Regions from separate parts of the Mus musculus genome. Here all the other regions are linked to region 1. The links are chromatin contacts, called in public HiChIP or PLAC-seq maps. All regions are on one chromosome and are shown on one strand. The core of a region is the stretch at or near the end of the contact, and the rest is flanking DNA. Distances in the headings are between cores, read along the strand shown. Region 1 holds the start of Ap5z1 (adaptor-related protein complex 5, zeta 1 subunit). Region 2 has its middle 14 kb from the start of Actb. Region 3 overlaps Fbxl18 (F-box and leucine-rich repeat protein 18).

Region 1 (5,111 bases), core at 1,724-4,223:
TGAGTGCAGACAGTGGCCAGGTGTGGTCCACAACCCCATATGTGAAGCACTTACCACCATTAGAGCAACCTCAGCACTGTCCCCTGTGTCCCTGGGACTGGCTGACTCTGAGCTCCGTGACCCACTGAATGTTCATGTTCTCTGTCCTGTATGTATCCAAATGGCACCTTGGCTTCTGAGTCTGAATTTGCTGGCTTAGAACTTTTGTTTTTAATTGGTAAAACTGGGAATTCAAAAATCTAATATTTTCAATTTGGTCCCTCTCTCCCATAGTCTCCTCTTAACGTCCTTCCTGGGTGGGAGGGGCATTTGGGATCCCTGATAATACCTTAGCTTGATTCTTAGGCTGGGAAAAGGTGGTGGGGGTGGGGAGGGGTGACCCTAGCTGTTTTCCAGGTCTCTCCTTGGATTCTGCTGTGTTCTTGGGGGGGGCGGGCAGCAGCTGTGCACGTGTGAGGGAGGGGCTAAAGCCAATAGTGAGGCGGTTCTTTTTCTTAACTGAATGATAATTCTGTAAAAGTAATTGGGGGAGGGTCTTCAGGGAGTATGTGTGTGTGTGCGTGCGTGAGAGCATGTGTGATTTTGTTTTGTTTCATTTTTTACAGTGGCTGTCAAGTATTTTCATGATATGTTTAACACTTAGTGCTTTAAAAGCAGTGGTACCCAATACGATGGGAATCCGAGTTCCAGAGATGGGACGTGCCCCACCTCAGTGAGCGAAGGTCCCACTCTGGAGGCAGGGGTAAGAAAGGCCTGCGGACCCACACACCAAGCAGCAACACCTGGGCGTTCATTTCAAACGGGATACAGTATTTTTTTATAACAGAACCATCCTTTTTTTAAACAAAAAGTTTTGACACCTGAATGTGATTTCTAACTATTATTAGACGTTAATGTTTTAAAGCTATAACAAAGTGGAAATTTCTACTTTCTTTTTCATTCATTTGAACTGTTCTTTTATCTATTCGGTTGTTGTATGTGGGTGGGGAAGCTCTGTTTTCTCCTCTTAGCATTTGTTTCTATAACCAGAAATAAAAATTATATATTAAAGAGATGTACCCAAGGGTATGAGTGGTCCCTGGGAGTGGGTGACTGTGAAGGGCAGACCAATAGATAGCCTGGACACGCACTACTGCTTCTGGTCCCCAGGTGTTTCCTTGCATGCCTCCCAGGTGTGCAGTCCAGGAAGCCATGGGGTGAGGTAGAGTCTTGCCGGTGCCTGAGCTCCAAGGATGCAAGATGGTGTACAGATGGCAAGAGCTAGCCCATCTCCCCTGACTTTTGACACAGGTCCACCGCTGGGCCAGGGTGTGACAAAGGGGGTGGCATTTAATTTGCAGCTCGAAGTTCCAGAGGGTTAGAGTCTATGACCATTGTGGCAGGGAGCGTGGCAGCAGACAAGCAGGCATAGGGTTGGGGCAGTAGCTGAGAGTTTACATATTGAGACAGCCGCTGCAGGACAGAGTTGAGCTAATGGGGGATGCTTTGGGCACTTGACTGCAGGCCACACCCCCTAACCCTTCCCAAACAGTTCCACCAACTGGGGTCAAAACATTCAAGTATATGAGCCCATGGGAGCCATTCTCACTCAAGCCACCACCCCATGGCGGCTGCCTCAGAGCCCCTGGCATTCATCCTGACACTCAGCCAGGTGAGAAACAACCCACTTGTCCCTTTTTTCTGTGTACATGTTTTTGGGTGTGACTGCACCTGTGTGTGTATTTGTGTGGAGGCAGAGGACAACCTCAGCTGCTGTTCCTCAAGTGGGGTGTGTGTTCACATGCAGAGGCATAGGCATATGTACACTGGCCACAGGAGACGTGAGCAGATCAGAGGACAGCCTTCAGGTGCCCACCCTCATGGCTACTTACACCTTGTCTGAGACAGATTCTCTTTACCATCTCATAAGCCAGGGCGGCTTATCCTCCAGCCTCAGGAGAGTCTCCTGCCTCCTCCATCTCCTGTAGGTGTGCTGGGATTACAAATCCTTACACTACTGGGCTCAGGTTTTATGTAGCTTCTGAGGACCCAAACTCAGCCTGTCAGGCCTGTGTGTCAATCACTTTCAGGTTCTGAGTCTTCTTTCTTGCCCTACCTCTTCTCTGAGACAGAATCTCTCGTTGGCCTGGGACTTGCCAAGTAAGCTAGGGCCGGCCAGCAACCCTTAGGGATACTCCGATCTCCACTTCCTCAGTGCTGGGACTGCAAGTGTGGGTTTTATTTTTATATGGCCACCCAGGGATGGAACTCAGGTACTCATGTTCACTTTTACCAGCTGAGCCGTTTCTACTTCTGCCCGTTTCTCCCTGAAGCCTTGCTTATTACTAGGCCATGAGCACTAGGTATTGATTGGCAAGAGCCAGAAAGACACGGGTCCAAGTGTCTTTCCCACTGTGACAGCTCCTCAGTCTACTACCAGTTTCCTTTTTCTGTGTGTGCAATAGGCACCCATCTCCCAACCCAAATAGGTGAATAGTGCCAGGGCCTCATCTTAAAACCCAAGACTAGCAAGACATTGGGTATTTCTGCAGCAAAGAGCCTGACAGAATTTATAAAACGTGTCTGCCATACAGCTTTTGCTAAGGATGTTCTTTCTCTGCCACCAAGTCGCGCCCCCAGCCTCTCACTGGGGTAAATCTAGTCACCCTACTGCTAAACTATGTGCCTGCCTAGTCTCTCCAGGTCTAGAGTCTACCACTGGCAGTTCCGGGATCAAAGGAAACTGTTTCGGAGCCAGGAGTTCTGGGTTCCAAGGACCACGGTTCCATGACTCCCTGGCTGCTGACTGACGTGGAGAGAAGCCCAGGAGCTAGGCGGGAACTGGCTTCTGTACTGCAATATTTTGGCCAAGGCCTCCGCCCCGCCCCGCCCACCTGCCGCAGGACCGGAAGCTGGTCTGTCTTTTGCGCGGGGGAGTGGGAGGGATGGCCCTCCCACGTGGTGTGGCACCGGAAGCCGTCAGCTAGCGCTCCAGATTCTCCCACGTGATCCAGCCAGGACGCGGGAGGGTGGTGGCGGGGGTAAGAGGTGGGGCGAAAGAGGGCAGACACAGTCCGGTCACATGACACGTCATGTGACACGATCCCGGAAGTCCGCGGCAACGTTTCGGGCACTGGTGGGCTTGGAGCCGTGTCGGCATGTTCTCGGCGGGCGCGGAAAGTCTGCTGCACCAGGCCAGGTCTGCCGATCTGGGGCTGGGGCCACGGGGCGTGAGACGAAGCCGGGGAGGAGCGGGGAGGCGGTGGTCCCGCTGCACGGTTCGGGTCTCCGTGTGGCGCCGGGTCCGGGGCTCAGGGCGACCTGCGTGGAATGTGAGGCGCACAACTCAGCTAAGGGATCCTCCTCATCGTGTCTGGGTCCATGCTAGTGCTGACCCTGCACTGAGAGTCTAGGTTCTTTCCCAAATAGCCAGCCCAAGACTTGGTGGTACGTGATTCAGCGAAGGAAACGACTACCCGAAGCCCAGACCTGATGCATTTGGTAAACTGAAAATGCAAAGGGACAAATCTGGACTCTGAGCTGGGCCACTCGTGGGGAAAGTTTAGAATGGTTAAGATCTCTGGGATCTCCCAGAGCCTGAAAGAGTTAAAAGTCTGGAGTCTACGAACAAGACAGTACTCCGAAGACAGAGGGACTTAATAGGTAAATGACCTTGCCACCAAGCCTGACTCTCTCGATTCGACCCCCGGGGCTCGGGGAGGAAGAAGAAAATCAACTCCAGCAAGTTGTCTTTGGATCTCCACTCGAGCACCCCAACATGTACATAAATAAATGTAATAAATTAAAAAACAAAGACAGTTTTCTTAAGATCTATTAGGAAAATGGTTGGTGACCCAGCCACACAGTCTCCCCATGGGCCCACAGCCCTCCTTTGCCTTCAGTACTGGGTGGGTACTTTTCATTTTTAAGCAGTAACCTTTTCATGCCAACACAAAAATAACGCTATCCTGTCTCATAGCATCTGTGGTTTATCACTGCCCCAGTTGGGTACAACCCTGGGCCATTTGTATCTCCTTTTGCTCACCCAGCCTGTTCTCTAGGTGCCTCAATAAGACTCTGGGTGGAGGATGCAGGAAACAAAGCAGGCGAGGGTGGTAGGAAAGCTACTGGAGACCTTCCTCGGCCTGGGACATGTGGTACCTGCAGAGACAGTGCAGAACCAAGTTCAAGTACCTGACAGACAGGCTCAAAATGGGGGCAGTTTGCAAACCATCAGCCCTGTCAGGACACCATAGTGGGACTGTCAGCCATGATTTAGGAAGTTGGGGGCTCTCTTCCTCAGCGCCCACAGACAACTGATCCATTTATTTATTTATTTAGAGATGGCTGAGACAGAGTTTTACTGTGTGGCCCCTGAAACTCACTCTGTAGACCAAGCTGGCCTCAGACTCACAGAGATCCACCTGCCTCTGCCTCCCAAGTGCTGGGATTAAAGGCGTGCGCCACCACCACGCTGGGCAATTCCTTCATCATGGCCCTTTATTTTGTGGTGCTGGGAAGGAACCCAGCATGCATGTAGGCAGGCACCCCTTCCACCTCTTTTCCTTCCTTTTAAGCTTGGAATAGAAGCAAGGAAACACATTTCCACACTGAAGCCCGGCTCAGTCCTAGAGTGTTTGTGTTAGGCCAGCGACATCTCAGGCTTTCTTACAGTCTTACAGCCGGGAGTCTTTGCTCTTCAGTGTGGAAGCTTTGCATTGCTCTTCTCCCAAGGCTCAGGGAAGCGGCTTTCAACACGTGTGAGTGCTGCCTTTGAAGTTGAGAGTACTTCCTTATTATGTAAGGCCCTGGGGGTGGGGGGAGCCAGGCAAACACCTTGGGAAGATAAGGAAAGGGGATCAAGAGTTTGAGTCTGGGCTATGTAGTAAGTTCAAGGCCATCCTGGGCTACATTGCAAGACTCTAGGGTAAGAGGAGAGGCAGCTTGGACTAAATATCCCTGACTTTTGAAAGACTCATAAAACCTTTTACTGGCACGGAGAAGCTGAGGCAGGAGGATTGCTGCAAGCTCCAGGCTAGCCTGGGCTACAAAGTGAGGCCCTGTCTCAAAAAGCAAAGCCTTAAAAAACAGTGTTTTCTTTTTGCCACGGGAGCAACAGAACAAAGCTGTAC
Region 2 (5,111 bases), core at 1,694-4,193, 460 kb after region 1:
CCCGAGTGCTGGGATTAAAGGGATGCGCCATTACGCCGGCCTCTTTTCCCTTTCATCTTATATGCATTGGTGTTTTGCCTGCATGTACATTCTGTGTGAGGATGTCACATCTTGGAGTTACAGACAGTTGTGAGCTACCATGTCAGTGCTGGAATTTGAACCTGGTTCTTCTGGAAGAGCAACAAGTGCTCTTTACCGCTCTTCAGTACCCGGACTTTGAATTTTTTTCGGAGGCCTTTTTTTTTTTTTTTAGATTGTTTTTTGTTGGTTTGTTTGTTGTTTTTTGTTTTGTTGTGTTTTGTGACAGGTTGCTTTTGTTGCCCTGGTTTTTCTGGGACTCACTCATTAGAGCAGACTGGCCTCAACTCAAGAGATTTGCCTGCCTCTGCCTCCAGAGTGCTTAGCTGCTCTTTCACCAATGGCCTCTCCTGGGCTCTTTTCACCATGCCCCCATCACCCCCAGTAGATTCTCACAGATCCTTGTGGGCTCACACAAGTGGAGTCACTTCCCAAGGACACCCAGACCCAGGTGACATCAGTGGGTGACACAGCTGAATCTTTCTTGACACAAAGCCCGACGTGGTGCACAGGAGGAAAGGCCAGGATCCACAGTGGACTGACTGCTCAATGGAACCTTATAGTGGCCGGAGGTAAGAGGTATGCTCCTGGGTGCCCGGCTCTTCTGGGATCCCTGGGCTGATCTCAGGAGGTGAAGATTTTGGCCCCTGGTACAGTGTGAAGCCAGGGTAAAAGCATGCACCACCGCCAGAGAAAGATGTTTTAAAGCATTTTAACTGGTAAGACTGTGGGACATGTGAAGTTGTAAATGTTTTAACCTTTAACCTGGTAAACAATGTAAACATTTAAGGGTTTAAAATGTTTCACAGCCTGGCAGAGGCAGTTGGATTTCTGAGTTCAAGGCCAGCCTGGTCTACAAAGTGAGTTCCAGGACAGCCAGGGCTATACAGAGAAACCCTGTCTCGAAAAACAAAACAAAACAAAACAAAACAAAACAAAACAAAACCCAAAAACCAAAAATAAAAAAATAAAAATAAAAAATAAAAAATGTGCATTGTGATGTCATATTAATGTGTGATCTTGGGGATGAACAAGAAGAAGACAAGGGTGTGACTTAACAGAGACCCAGAGACAAGGGGGCTGCTTGTTATGCTGAATAGTTTTCTGTTAGCCTGGTACAAGCTTGCGGATCGAGGAGGGAACGTCACTTGATGAACTCCCCCAGGAGACTGGGCTGTAGGCTGAAGGCTGGAGTTGAGCCTAAGGAGCAGTTTCTTAATTAGTGACTTATGAGGTGGACCCAGCCCACGGTGGGTGGGGCCACCCTGAGCTGGTGGTCCTGGGTTCCATAAGAAAGCAGGCTGAGGGCTGGTGAGATGGCTCAGTGGGTAAGAGCACCCAACTGCTCTTCCAAAGGTCCCGAGTTCAAATCCCAGCAACCACATGGTGGCTCACAACCATCCATAACGAGATCTGACTCCCTCTTTGGGAGTGTCTGAAGACAGCTACAGTGTACTTACATATAGTAGAAAAGAAAAAGAAAAAGAAAGCAGGCTGAGAAAGCCATGGGGCGCAAGCCATTGCCTCCAGGTCCCTGCTCTCTTTGACTTTCTGTCCTGATTTCTTTCAGTGACAGACTATGATGCAGAATCATAAGCCAAATAAGCCCTTTCCTCCCCAGCTTGATTTTGGCCATGATGCTCATCACAGCAATAGGAATAGGAAGCCCAGCTGAGATCCTGTCATGCCATCCATGGCTTGGTGGTTAAGAGCCCTGGCCACAGCCAGGGGTGTGGGGGATGGGTGTGGGTGTAAAGGTGGCACACACCTTTAATCCCACCTTTAATCTCAGGAGGCAGAGGCAGGTGGATCTCTGAGTTTGAGGCCAGCCTGATCTATAAAGCACATTTCAGGACAGTCAGGGCTACAGAGGGGAAACCGTGCCTTGAAAAACAAACAAAGCCTTGGCTGCTCTTGCAGAAACACAGGTTAGGTTCCCAGGACCCTCTCAGCGGCTCACTAACAACTGCAACTCTAGTTACCTCTTCTAGTTTCCGTGGGCACCAGTACCAGGCATATAAGTGGTGGTGCACAGACATACACATAGGCAAAGCTCTCACACACATAAAATACAACTTAAGGGGCTGGCAAGATAGCTCAGCGGGTAAGAACACCAACTGCTCTTCTGAAGGTCCTGAGTTCAAATCCCAGCAACCACATGGTGGCTCACAACCACCTATAACAAGATCTGACACGCTCTTCTGGCATGTCTGAAGACATACAGTATACTTATGTATAAAAATAAATAAAAATCTTTAAAAAAATACAACTTAAAAATATAAGATATAAAACTGCACTCATATATATGTATATGCATTGTATTATATATGTTAAAAGCAGAACTACTAATAGGAGAAATGATTGTATATGTAAAACAAACAAATATAAGCTCCTTTGCCCTTCCTGTGTCTTCAGAACTGAAGCTGCTGCTAAGGTGGTCACACCCAGCCTTGCCAACTGTAGGCCTCCCCATTGGCCAGGCGGTGACTTTTGTCTTTTTTATTTATTTTATGTTTTGGTTTGGAAAGACAGAGGAAGGAAGGAAGGAAGGAAGGAAGGAAGGAAGGAAGGAAGGAAGGAAGGAAGGCAGGCAGGCAGGAAGGGAAGACGGAAGGGAAAGGAAAGAAAAAGAAGAGATAAGGAAGAAGGGGGGAAGGGCTGTCTTGACTCAATCCTGTATCAAAAGTGGGGGGCAGGGACGTTGTGTGGTAACTGTCTGGGGAGGTGTCCCAGTCCAGGAGGGTGTGACACCATCTTGGCAGGGAGTGTGTCTGACACGGGGACGGCTGATACCACACAGGCTGGGGAGGCAAGGCCTGAGCTAGCTTGGTGCTTACACCACATAGCGGATGTTGGCAGCAGGGAGCAGGGGTGTGTCACAGGAAGTCCTGAGCTCCGTGAGCAGCTAGTGACTCACCCACAGTACTCACAGTTCAGACTCCAGCCTCACTCTCCAGAGGCCCCCAGGGAAAGCAATGAAGTCTGATATCTCAGAATGCGGGAGGGGCCAGCCCTGACTGTGCGGCAGGGAGGGGGCCTTGCCAGGGTCAAGAGTCTTTGGGGTGGGTTTTATCGTCTGAATTGGAGTCCACCAAGGAGTGGTTTTGGAGGAGGGGTGGACAGAAGGGCATGTTGGGGAACTGCTAGTTCCTGATGTAGTAGACACTTTAGGAAGTGAGGTTCTCCTAAGGTGACCTGGGCTCCATGCTATTGTGTTGACCAACTCCCAGGCCGTCCATATCCACCTAAGAAAGAGCCCAGGCAAGTGAGGGCTGGGTCCACTGTAGGTATTTATTGGCGAGTCTTCTTAGCACTGCCTGTTCGTCCCCTTTTGATACTGATAATTCTGGGGCACGGCTTGGGAAAGGAAGGCCAAAGGGACATTATATTCTTGGCCCCAAGGGGACCTGCTGGACCTCAAATTGAGATTCCATTTTCTGACAGGGAAGTGGAGGATCCCATGCCTTCACTCAGCCTGGTTTCTGAATATTGGAGGGGTAAGAGTGAAGTGGGGCTGGAGAGATGGCTCAGCAGGGCAAGCCGGAGGACCCGGGTTCGAGTCCCAGCACCAACATGGCAGCTCACAAACCCTCTGTAGCTCTAGTTCCAGGGGATCAGGCAGCCTCCTCTGGCCTCTGCAAAGCACTGACCATGCAAGCAAGCAGTGCACAGACATGCATGAAGGCAAAACGCCCATATGCACAAAATTAAACATTTGAAAACAAGCCAGGCACACATGCCTTTAAACCCAGCACTTGGGAGGCAAAGGCAGGTAGATCTTTGTGAGTTCGGGGCCAGTGTGGTCTACAGAGTGAGTTCCAGGGCAGCTAGATCTACACAGAGAGACCTGGTCTTGGGGAAAAAAAATGAAAACAAGAGGTGAGAGTCTCCTGGGGTTGGGCAGAAATTAACATGTGGACCAGTGCCTGAGGAATGTGACAGAGGGCAGAATGTGTGCCCAACAGCCAGTTGCCCTGTGTGTAAGCTCCAAACCGGGTGTGGCAACACAAACTGGAAGGTTAGAGTTACTTCCTTGGGGAGGTAGAGGCAGGAGGAGCAAAAGTTTCAAGTCAGTTTTGAGTCCATAGAGGGTTTGAGGCTAGCCTGGGCTACATGAGACCCTGTCTCAAAACTAAAATTCAAAAAACTTGGTGGGAACTGGGGACCATGCCCCAGAACAGAGAACAGAAGGGAGACAGGATGACAAGAAGGCTCACTAAGAGCACTTGCCGCAAAGCCCAGTGACCTGAGTTTTGTGGCCCCAGGGTATACAGAATGGAGAGGCTTGTTTCTCAAAATAGGACCTCCACACGTATACCTGGGCATCCAGAACCCACAAACGTATGCCCATAAGATAGACCATCACCCAGGGCTACCCAGCAGAATGTGGCTTTGGAACTCAGCCAGGAGGTGAAAAAGTGCTGTAGCAGCCTAGAGATTCGCTGATGTCCCCAAATGCCTGGGACAAGGTTGCTTCTCTGGTATTGGGATGTCTGGGGCTCTCTGCACCTGGGACTTTGTTCTTAAAGGGCAATAAGGAAGCCACTGAGAGTGTGCGACAAGGAAAAGGCTAAGCCAGCATTCCAGAATACAGGTAACTTGATAAAAAGCCCTAAGGGACAGAAGGACTGCTCCGTGGGGAAAGGCACTCACTTGCTGCCAAGCATGATGACCTGAGTTGGGTCTCCAGAACCCACACGCTAGAAGGAGAAAACCCAAGTCTGCAAGCTGTCCTCTGCATGTCTTCTACACACATGTCAGGGCATGCACGAGCTCATGCCTGCAATAATACATACGTAAATAGGTGTGATAGAAGGACCTAGTAGGACTGCAAATTAAACTCACGTAGAGCCCAGACTTAGTGTGGGGTGAGCCCGGGTTTGCAAAATAAATGATCAACATAATAAATAATGATAATAATGAGCGGAAGACTAATAGCGCTGAAGGGATCTCAAAAAACTTGGATTTTTAAAAATAGGATGGGCTGGAGAGACGTCTCAGGAGTTAAGAGCATTTGTTGTTTCTCTGCAGAG
Region 3 (5,111 bases), core at 1,461-3,960, 410 kb after region 1:
ATGTTTTTTATGTTTGTTATTTTTTAACTTTCTTGAGACAGGCTTTCACGACACTGCACGCTTCCCAGGTTGGCCTCAAACTTGTTATGAAGCCAAGGATGACCTTGAACTTTGGATCCTCCTGCCCCCACCTCTCAAGTGCTGGGATTATAAACCTGAACCACTATGCCTAGTCTGTGCCATGTGGGGACTGGAGCCTAGGGCTTTGTGCACGCCAGGAGAGCCCTCTACTGACCAAGCCTCATCCCCCAACCTGATTGCACTCTGAAACTGACATCCAAGGCAGACTTAAGCAATCCCCTGCTCCATCTGAGAGCACTTCTCTGCAGTCTGCAGACCAGACGCAGAACCCTGTCTTCCCGGCATGGAGAATCACATGTGCACACTCAGCTTTGAGCGCGGCTGCCCCGAGGCTGCCAGGGGCCGGAGCTTGCCAGAACACAGCAGCAGAGGGGGGGCTGTTAACTGTGGTTCTGGCAAGCTGGAAACTTACAGAAAGAATGCCCCCCATGTCTACATGGAACACCACTGGGGCTGGAGCAGCCAGGTGGCCTTCCAGGGCCATATGCCCAACATACGGGGACAGACACAAACATACTTTAAGATCCCACATGGGAAGACAGTGCCAACTGGCCTCAAGAGAATGACATGGCCACCGCAGTGGACGGCAGACCTCTGTCATATTAGCCTGAGAGGAGCTGGAGGACAGCGCCTCACACTGCACTCGGGATTGGGATTCCTGAGTCTTCAGGCCGGAGGCTGTTGAGACATGGCCACAGATGTCAGGTCTGTAACTGCTCCCGGCGAGCAGTGACCTCACCTTCACTTTGCTACTGTCTGGGGTTGTGCCAGGGCCATCACGCGTGCTTCTGGGCTCAGGCCCTGTTGCAGGGAGGAGACAGGACCTAGAAAAGTCCCATATGGGGTTCAAGCTGTCATGCCTAGGTCATGTGGCAGCAGGCAGACATGAAGAGGAAGCCTTCTGGGAAGCCGAAGGCACCAGGTGGGATGAGTGGCAGTGGTTCCCATGTCACGGCTTACCCAGGGTGGGCAGGAGTGGGTCTGTCATGGACAGGTTCCAGTTGTGCCTGGGAGATGAGGCTGCTCCCCAGAGACAAGGTTGGGAGGAGCCTTGGGGTCTCAAGGCTCTACCTCCACAGTGCCACAGTATCACGGCGCCACAGTGACCAGAGGACACAGGGCCCTCCCCATTCCCAGGGTTTGCAAGGCCTGGCCCAAGTGGGAGAGCCCAAGGAAGCAGGGACGAATGAGGGATCCTTCCCTGCCGAGTCTGAAGTGGGGGTGAGAGAGAGAAGTCCAGGGTGGGCTTATCAGACAGCCAAGTGCATGGCCCAGACCCTGACGCAACAGCACTGTGGGCAGACAGCAGCAGGCAAGGCAACCATGCATCAGGTAGACCAGCACAAGTTTCTAGGGAAGATGGGAAACTGGACCGGTGCGGTGCAGAGATGTGTGGGCACTGGGTAAAGCGGAACTCTGATAGTCCCTGCTCACCAGCCTGGGAGGCCACTAACCCCCAAGGTCCACCAGGAACCTCTGTCACTGAGTCTGGACCCCAGGAGCTGAATTCAGACCTCATATGAGGCCAAAGAAGCCCAAATAGGGGAAGGACTTGCAGAAGAACACAGCCCCACATCCAGTGGGCTGCATGGTGCAACAGGAGAGAAAAGGAGCTGGCATGGGGACACACGCAGCTCATCCTGGTACTGGGGAGGGTTGAGATGTCAATGCCCAGAATGGCACCAAGAAGCAGGAAACCCCAAGGCTGAGACGTGGCTCAGCCAGCAGACTATTTGCCTGACGCTTCCGGGCCCCAGCATGGCATAAATCTAACGTGGCAGTGTATGCCTGTAACGACAAGACCTGAGAAGTAGCGAGCGGGCATCAGAAGGTTACGTTTATTCTGATTATTCTTCTCCGTGTTAGTGGCTAGTCTGGGCTACTTGAGACTCAAAAGAGAGAGACAGACAGACAGGCAGACACAGGACACAAAACCTGAAGGACAAATGTAGTCACCACACTGTGCAGGCATTAGACACAGGCAACCTAAATACAGATACATCCTGTGAGGTGGGAGAAGCCAAATCCAACCCCACAACATGAAGCCCCCGAGCCAGTTAAGGAAGGTGAGAAAGATGCAACTCAACTGCCCAGGGACCTGAGGCACGAGTACAGCCTGGCACGGGGACAGACACGAAGCATAATCCTGCCAGGAACCGACAGTGCAGTGCAGGGAGGAAGGGACCCCAGTCTTGCTGGCTGAGAGCTCCATCTACCCTGCTGGGTGAGGTGCTAGGAGGATTGTGGCTGAGGCAGGAGGATTGCCACAAATTTAAGGCCAGCCTGGGCTACTCCAAAAGTGCTCTATACCTATAACTTCAGCACTCAGGAGATGGAGGCGGGAGGATACGGAGGGGAAGGTCGTGTCCAGCATCACAGTGGGCTCAAGGGCAGCCTGAGCTACAAAAACCCTGTCTAAAAAAAGTTCTTAAGCTAAGCAAACAAAAGAAGCTTCAGGAAAGACGACAGACAGTACGGTTACTTTTCACAGACACCCTGGGCACCGGGTGGCTGGCTGCCAAGAGCAACACTGCCACCTGCTGGACGCCTGCAGCTCAGCGCCCTGCACAGCTGGGCAGACTGTAAGACCCAGAAAGGCTGCTGTCACCGTGGGGGAGGGGTGTACAGCAGAGCCACCACCCTGCAGATGGCAAGGCGGCAGCAGAGGCCTCCACAGAACAGCCTCTCTGCCAGTCTCTAGGGCCTTGCCCAGCCCCGAGGCTGCCAGCAATAGCAGAGAGGAAGGCTTTGTGCTGGCCTGGGTCAGGCCTCAGCGTCTGCCCTGAGGGTTTCTTCAGACCAGCCACTCTCTCTTTACTTACACTGTCTTAAGACAGGGTCTCATGTAGCCCAGGCTAGCCTCAAACTTGTTATGTAGTAGAGGACTTGAATCCTGCCTCCATCAGCAAGTGCTAGGATCATAAGCATGTGCTAACACATCTGTGGTACTACAGAGACTGAGATCTGTTTATGTATGTATGTATGTATGTATGTATGTATGTGCATGTAATGTGAGCTCACATAAGCTTATATGCCTCACATCTACACAGTTGCCCAAAGTGGCCAGGAGAGGCTATCTTGGCTGTCTTGGAACTTGACCTGTAGACCAGGCTAGCCTCTGCCTCTGGCGTGTTGGCATGTCCCAGCTGCAGTAAGATGACTTCTGAGTCATCTCTCCAGCCCCATGTTGTAAGAACTGACCCAGGGCTTAGTGTCAGCTGGGCAAGCACTCTACCAACTACGCTAAACTCCCAGCCCCTTACTTGCTTGTTGAAATGGCCTTGCTTATAGGCCAAGCTTGCCTTGAATTCACCAAGTATTCCAAATTCCCAGTTCTGCCTCAGCTTCTGAATTGCCGGGAGTCCAGCCTTTACAAGGATGAAGGAAGGAAGGGTCAAGAAGTCTTTCTTGGGCCCACATCAGACACAGTAAACTCAAACTTTGGCTTCTAGACTCCAGGATAAACTCTGTACCTGAGGCTAGCCCTAACTCCTGGGCTCTTTCTGTCTCAGCCTTCCATGGCTGAGACCAGAGACTATCCATGGGAACTAGTCCCCTGCAGCAGGCCAGGCCCTCTGATCATGCTGCTAGAATCTGGTGCTCCATCTCCTCAAAGTCGGTAACGGGCTGAGGACACTGAGTCCTGGGGACAGCAGTACTGTCTGAGACCTCCCGGTCAGCTGCCAGGCCTTGCCACTCACCTCCGGAGGAGCGACTGCTGCAGGCTCTTGCAGGTGGTAAGGGATTCTCCGGTGAACATGTGACACATGACGACCTGCAGGCAACGGGCCATAAAGGCCAGCACGGCATCTGGCTGCAGGGTGCCGCTGCGAGATACCAGGCACAGGCGCTGCAGAGACGAGCACTGGCCCAGTGCCTGGAAGAACTGAGCGTTGGCGTTGAAGTAGGGCTGCTCCAACCTGCAGAGAGATGGGTGTGAGCTCTAGGGACTTGACTCCAGGGATGAGTGAGGCTAGCCACTGCCTACAGACCTGCCAGCTCAAGGCTATCACATCCCATCTTCAGTATGCCCTCCCCCCAAACCCCCCCCCCCCCCCCAGTTCTCATACAGCCACAGCCACACCTGCTGGCCTTAGGGGACTTACATGCAACTGCCCTAGGGAGCCGATCTGATGGCAGAGATAGATCAGCCACCTGGACTTTTATTTTCAACGCTGGGAACTGAACTTAGACCACACATACACTAGGCAAGCACTTCACCACAGAACCGTATGCCCAGCCCTTTGGATTTTAAATCTTAGATGGGGTCTCGCTCCGGTGTCCTGGCCAGCCCTGAATTTAGTTTCCTTCTGCCATAGCTTCGCAGGGTGAGAAAGTGGCAGGTAAGAGGGATGCAGGGTCATGAGCAGCAGAGAGAGAGAGAGAGAGAGAGAGAGAGAGAGAGAGAGGAGAGAGAGGAGAGAGAGAGAAAGAGAGAGAGAGGAGAGAGAGAGAGAGAAGAGAGAGAGAGATAACCAGCCAGCCCATCCCAATGCTCCTAACAGCACGGGGTGGAAGCCCAGTGCCAGGCAGCAGTAGCTGCCACCTCCACCACTAGGTGGCAGTATGGACTTGCACTAAAGCCCAGGTATCCTGGGGCTTAGTTACACACTGTGTCCTATACATACTTTCAAACCTTTTTCTAAGTAGATAGCCACTTACAGAACTTTGCCCTAAAAGATGTTATGTGTCACAGAGGTCAACCAGTCACCCTCCAATTGTGGGGCCAATGAGCCCTTACCCTCTCCCCCGTGAACAAGGCTGGTTAGCACCCAGCACTGCCGGGGAACTATCTAATGTGGGTACCATCTGACATCTGAGGGTAGGCAGAGAACAAGGAAATGGGACCCACCCAGATTGGGCCACGTTCCACCTCCACGTCTTCCCAGCTGGCTCAAACTACCAGCCAGCAAGGACATGCTGCTCTGAGATGACTGCACCTCTCCCCTCTGATGCTGTACTCTGAGCCAGGGGGGATGAGGGAGAAGGTACCCCTGAGACTGTGCCAGGCCTGGCTCAAGTGGCTCTTG

What was found. HiChIP or PLAC-seq counts read pairs in DNA pulled down with a chosen protein or histone mark.
Region 2: a contact with region 1 is called in an HNF4G HiChIP or PLAC-seq map of pancreatic cancer cells. The contact joins the enhancer-like site here to the promoter of Ap5z1 in region 1. A contact is called at or near these places in 1 of 39 promoter capture datasets (pre-B cells), 2 of 484 Hi-C or Micro-C datasets (both in embryonic stem cells), 2 of 115 datasets of contacts at active chromatin or transcription factors (bone marrow-derived dendritic cells and pancreatic cancer cells) and 2 of 9 other capture datasets (liver and pancreatic islet).
Region 3: an HNF4G HiChIP or PLAC-seq map of pancreatic cancer cells shows a contact between it and region 1. The contact joins the enhancer-like site here to the promoter of Ap5z1 in region 1. A contact is called at or near these places in 1 of 39 promoter capture datasets (embryonic stem cells), 1 of 15 datasets of contacts at CTCF or cohesin (embryonic stem cells), 4 of 484 Hi-C or Micro-C datasets (the G1E-ER4 cell line, the HPC-7 cell line, palatal mesenchyme and 1 more) and 5 of 115 datasets of contacts at active chromatin or transcription factors (embryonic stem cells, epiblast stem cells, pancreatic cancer cells and 1 more).

The regions. Positions count from the first base shown.
Region 1 is chr5:142,460,958-142,466,068 of GRCm38.p6, forward strand. Ap5z1 (adaptor-related protein complex 5, zeta 1 subunit) reads left to right here and starts at 2,974. Exons shown (of 17, transcript NM_172725.2): 1 at 2,974-3,178. The coding sequence starts at 3,138. Foxk1 (forkhead box K1) reads left to right here. Exons shown (of 9, transcript NM_199068.2): 9 at 1-1,058.
Region 2 is chr5:142,917,993-142,923,103 of GRCm38.p6, forward strand. No RefSeq gene overlaps it. Among named protein-coding and RNA genes, the nearest start is that of Actb, 14 kb to the left of the region's middle. Within about 2 kb of position 2,944, at least 191 of the 459 cell types and tissues checked have an H3K27ac peak or open chromatin away from gene starts, as enhancers often do. A contact at or near this core is called in bone marrow-derived dendritic cells, embryonic stem cells, liver and 2 more, where this site is marked.
Region 3 is chr5:142,874,876-142,879,986 of GRCm38.p6, forward strand. It overlaps Fbxl18 (F-box and leucine-rich repeat protein 18), which reads right to left. Exons shown (of 5, transcript NM_001033312.3): 4 at 3,783-4,001. Among named protein-coding and RNA genes, the nearest start is that of Fbxl18, 18 kb to the right of the region's middle. Within about 2 kb of position 2,711, at least 59 of the 459 cell types and tissues checked have an H3K27ac peak or open chromatin away from gene starts, as enhancers often do. A contact at or near this core is called in epiblast stem cells and pancreatic cancer cells, where this site is marked.